2 separate regions of the Hordeum vulgare genome follow, and region 1 is linked to region 2. The links are chromatin contacts, called in public Hi-C maps. All regions are on one chromosome and are shown on one strand. The core of a region is the stretch at or near the end of the contact, and the rest is flanking DNA. Distances in the headings are between cores, read along the strand shown.

Region 1 (2,700 bases), core at 83-2,582, 700 kb before region 2:
CCCTGCTGCCGCTCGAACTGGTCCCGCTCGGCGTGCGTGACCCGCACCGCGTACGCCACCCCGCTCGTCAGCGGCCGCTCGAACGCCGTCCTCTCCGCGTACCTCGCGAACGTCGCCTGCAGCCAACGGGCAAGGAATTTCGTCGGACTTCCGCCGCCGTCGCCGTGGATACGGGTTGGAACCTGGGTGGGATGGGATGGGGCGTACCTGGGTGATGGCGGAGGGGGTCTGCGAGTGGTGGAAGGTGTTGACGAGGATGGCGAGCGCCTGGAGGTGGTTCATGCTGACGTTGAACTGGTCCTGGAGCATGCGGGCGCGCTCGTCGCACATGCTGGCGAGCGAGTCGCGGCGCTTCTCGACGGCGCCCGAGTTGGAGTATCGGAAGACCTGCAGGCAGATGAGCGTCCAGCCGACGACCCACAGCATCGCCATCCACCGCCACCGGCGCTCCCGCGCCTCCCGCGAGCCGTGGCAGGTGCTGCGCACGTGGCTCCGCAGCGCCTTGGCCGACAGCTTCTCGGGCAGCGGCAGCGGCAGCGGCAGCAGCCGCACCCTGTCGAACCCCATCCCGAGGAACCCCACCAGCCCGGCCGCCGCCGCCGCGCCGCCCTTCCCCTCCATCCCCGCCGCGCCCCCCTCCCCGCCGCCTCGTGCCGAGCGAGCAGCGCCGGTCATTCGGCTACATCGCGAGCCGCGCCGCCGCACAGGCTCCCCCGCCGCCGCCACGCGTCCCCGCCGCACCGCATCCGCCCCCGCACAGCGAGGAAAAACGGCCGCCGCGCTTCCGCCCGCCCGGACTGGATTGAATGCCCCGGGAGGAGCAAAGCAAACCGAACCGAACCGAAAGAGGGCCAACACCCACGCGCTTTCGCCGCCCGCCCCGCCCTGTCCCCCCACAGTTTCTCTCCTCCCCCCCTTCCTTCCTTCTCGGCCCTTGGCCAAACCCTCCCACCAAACCAAACCTCCGGGAGGCGGCACGGCACGGCACGGCGTGTGAGTTGTGACCGACCGACCGACCGACCGACGGCAACAGCCGTGAGAGGAGAGGAGGAGAGGAGAGAAGAGAAGCGAAGGAATAGGAGGAGGAGGAGGAGGGGCTCTGGTCCAACAGCAACAGGAATAGGGCGGCTACAGGAGGAGGACGGGGGGGAAAGGGATTGGGTTGATTGGAGCTGAGAGAGAGGGAGAGGGGAAGGTGGGAGGGAGAAAGGAAAGCAAAGCAAAGCGAGGGAGGGAGCAGCAAGCAAGCAAGGCAAGCAGGTGAGGCTGTGGAGTGGAGGCGGAAAAGGAGAAGGAAAAGCGGCAGCAAGTGAAACAGAGCGAGCGAGCGAGGCAGCAGCAGTAGTAGTAGTAGTAGACTGGCGGGCCTAGAGCGGTAGAAGGTGGCGACCAATCGCGGCAGCGGTAGAGGCCAGCACGCAAGTGGCTCCTTCCTTCCTTACCCGTGGGCCCTCCCTCCCTCTTCATTTCTCTCTCCTCCCCATCCTCTCTCTAATCCTTCTCATCACCCCCACCCACGGGGTTTTTAATGTGCGTAACGCCCATGTGTGCGTCTTATCTTTTTTTTTAACAACAAGGAGGAGGAGACTGGTGTTGTTTCGTTTCAAACCAAATCGGCAGCAAACGTGCGGTGCAAATCCTCCTCCTGCTGCTCTCTTCTTTTATCATGCTTGCATCCATTTGGTGTCCTGCCAAACCCAATTCGATTTCCCCTTTTTTTTTATATGGAGTTTGTTTTATATACGGTGATACGTGCGTGCTTCGGCTCGCTCTTAAACGGATCGGATGCCGTCTTGCCGTGGATCCGTTCGGTTCCGGAAATGGGGATGTAAATGTAATGGAGTCGAGAGGCGGGCCTGTGGATTGACGGGGGCGTGTTTGGCGAGCTGGCCGCCACCATGCGCGCGCTTTTACTGTAGTCTGGGCGTCAATCGGAGGAGGTTTGGCCCGTCGCCGTAGTACTCGACGGCAGAGTGGATACAGCCGCAGTCGACATACCACGGCGGTCACGGCAGCACGACGGCTTCTCGACGAGTGCTTCAGAGCGGCCAGTAGCAGGCCACCAACCACCCCTGCATCGAGGTGACCATCGCGGCCTCTTTGCCACCACGAACGCAAGGTGTTCGACACTTTGCCTGCAAAGGTATGGACAGTGGTGATGAGTTTTTCTTTTACCACTTCATTTATTCATCGGACGATTCGTCGTCCGATGATGACGATATTGTGGTGGCTGCAGTGATGGTTCACGACCACATTCAACGGCAGCTTCCTCGGTACAAGGGGTCACTCCCTGGTCGTGTTCTGAACCTGAACCGCGACAGGAAGAGAGGCCAGGCCCTGCTCTATGCCGATTACTTTACGAACACACCGCTCTTTAAGCCGGATAAATTCCGTCGCCATTTTCGTATGGCAAGGCATGTGTTCAATCGTATCTGAGAGGGAGTGGTTGCTCATGACCCATACTTCTAGTGCAAGACGGGTGCCCTTGACAAGCTAGGATTCTCCTCTTACCAGAAATGCACCGCGGCCATCCGAATGCTTGCATATAAAATTCCAGGCGATCTGGTGGATGAGTATGTGCGCATGAGTGAGACAACATGTCTGATGTCAATGTACAAGTTCTACCAGGCTGTGATCGAGGTGTTTGGCCCTGAGTACTTGAGGCAGCCAACTGCCGCTGATACAGAGAGATTGTTGGAG
Region 2 (2,700 bases), core at 155-2,654:
GTGCCACATCATCAAATCCTCTCTAAAAACACCTTAAGGTCAAAAACAACCAGGATCGGTGAATTCAGGGTATGGAATTCAGGGATTTTGACGTCGGGGTTCATTTGTGTCGTCTTTTACAATTTCAGGGTTTAAATCAGACTTCACTCTTCTGAAAACGTCTTGTTTCCTCATACGTGTGTTGTGTACGTGCAACTGGGGCCGGTGCTAGCTAGATGATGCGTCCATGGATTGATTGATATCTTGTTGCCGCTGGTACATAAACAATACGAGGTTTTTTTTTTTTGGAAAGGCAGGTTAAACCCCTGCCTCCGTATCAATCTATGCATGCGACTATCTTTATTAATTATTTCATAAAAATCTGACAAAAACATGCATCAATCCATCTGAAATCATAACTCACACCTATACATTTGGTAATGTGGAGTCTTTTTATTCTTCATATCTAAAATCAGTGTCGTCGTTAATTCATCCACATAATATATCAAGACCAACAGTCAATGTAGTAGACCTAAAACATACATCACATGTACACGTTTTAAAAGCCATCATAAAAACGTACCTAGTCTCAGGTTCAGGCTAGTACAACCAGTCTTTGCATATTTCTTCCTTAGCTTTAACAATTAACACCATATAGGTTAACTGTTCCCAATGCAATTGTGACTTGTAAGATATACTCTCTCCGTTTCTAAATATAAGACGTTTTAATTTTTATTATTATAAAGTACATACTAATGTATGTAGACATCTTTTAGAATGTAGATTTCTCTATTTTGCTTTATATGTAGTTTACAATACAATTTTTAAAAGGTTTTATATTTAGAAACAAGGAAGTATATCATATATGCACAGAACCACAAACAACTACACGAGGATTTGATGAACGATTCACAAAGGATAGAGAGGAATCAGGAATCTGACGAGGATAATATTCGCAGTGCATAGAGGATATCCAAAGCGACGATCTTTTCTTTCTGATCTGCAAAGGGCGAGAGGCAGGCAAAGAACCTTGGCAAGCATGTGATCTTTTCTTTCTGATCTACAAAGGGCGAGAGGCAGGCAAAGAACTTTGGCAAGCATGTGCTAGTGCATACGTGTATTTTTGTCACAAGATCGACCAACCGTATATTATCATGGGGCACTGGATGCAATCATACACACCACAAAACCAGCTTAGGTTTCGTTGGGTGGCACCTCCTCGTGCCACTTACCACTGGACCCTCCGAAAGCATTAGAATCTCCTGTCAGTGACAGCTCCCAGATTCACTTTGCCAGAGCTACATTTCGTTTGGTGCACGCATGCTCATTATCCTATCCCATGGCATCAAAACGACAGGACGTGACATGGAGTGGAACACTACCCGTCTCACGCACCAACCAGTATAAAACGCAGCTGCCTCTTCGTCATTCCAGCATCACAAAGCAAAGGCACACACAACACAAGTGCGCAGCCACAAAAAGCTTAGGCAGAATCAAACACAGTGCAATGGAGGGAACCATGAAGAACGGCGCCAGGGCGATCAAGGGGAAGGTGGCCATGGCGTACTCCAAGTACGCCGGCAAGGTCCAGGCCAAGCCTGCCCCGAGCGTCACCACCGCACACGCCTACCAGCCCAGGTACCCTTCTTCCATCGACGCCACCGCGAGCGCCCCCTACGCCGCGGCCGGTGATGTCGACGAGAGGGCCACGGCGTTCATACTGTCCGTCCGAGAGCGCTTCAAGAACGAGCAGAAGATGATGAGTTAGTTGAGCTCCGTCGTTGCAGTTCAGGTAGGTCCAGGCTCCGGGAGAGGTTTTATATTTGATGGAACATCTTCTGGGTAGCCATGGATACATACTACGTGTGTCTAAGTGGTACACCGTGTACTTTTTTTTCTTCTCTTTTTGTAACTTCACTTTGATCATAAGAGTGGAAGAAAGGGCTGATAACATAATCCCCATATATATCCGAAAAAAAAATGTTGGGATGTGAATATGATCCTTCATCAAAGTGGAATTTGTGTGCCATTCATTTTTGTTGGCCCGACAGTTCATCTTGGCCGTGTAAAGAATCTTAAAATTTAACCAGATTTTTAACAGGATTCTCCACTACATACTCTTGGTGGAGTATGTATTATCACTGGTAAATAAGTATTTATGTAGGTAAGTTATTAAAAATGTGATCAAGGGATAATGAGCTCGCCCATGCACGGGTCGGATATAATTCTCCCACTTGGAAAGGCGTGTAGACTGATCGAGGAGTAGCCTACCCTGCGTCGTCCTCCCGGGGCGACTCGGGCGGCGGCGCATCCCCACCCTCTCAAGACTCAAGGCCTCTTCCCCGTGTTTCCCCTCCCCTCACCGCCGTCCCATGGCCTTCGCCGGGCAAAAGCCGGTGCGGATCCGGCGTTGGCGGGACTCTAGCGTCCGTGGGGCGGCTAGTCGTCGAGTGGGGCTCTTCCGGTGGCAGACCGCGTGGCGCTCTTCCACGCGTGTCACAAGTGCCTGGGGTACAGGAGTGCTGGGGTAGTGAGAGGACGGTGATGGGAGCGACTGTGGAGATGTAGCGAGCGTCTACGGCCACATGTGGCTTGGCGTGTGTGGTGTAAGTGCAACGCGTAGAGGTAGAGGTGAGTGGCCTTGGGGTGCGGCGCGTGCGCTCAGCTCAGCGGCGGATGCAGGGGCCTCTTGATCAGAGTATGTTGCAGGCTGGTCGCGAC

What was found. Hi-C and Micro-C count contacts between places; a contact is called where the count stands out from the background.
Region 1: a Hi-C map of seedling shows a contact between it and region 2, with 2.8 times the contacts expected there. The contact joins the promoter of LOC123445255 here to the promoter of LOC123440714 in region 2. A contact is called at or near these places in 2 of 6 Hi-C or Micro-C datasets (leaf and seedling).

Annotation. Positions count from the first base shown.
Region 1 is chr3H:576,218,811-576,221,510 of MorexV3_pseudomolecules_assembly, reverse strand. LOC123445255 (probable histidine kinase 3) reads right to left here and starts at 1,332. Exons shown (of 11, transcript XM_045122216.1): 1 at 208-1,332; 2 at 1-116. The coding sequence starts at 675.
Region 2 is chr3H:575,520,833-575,523,532 of MorexV3_pseudomolecules_assembly, reverse strand. LOC123440714 reads left to right here and starts at 1,404. Exons shown (of 1, transcript XM_045117264.1): 1 at 1,404-2,008. The coding sequence starts at 1,487. The coding sequence ends at 1,747.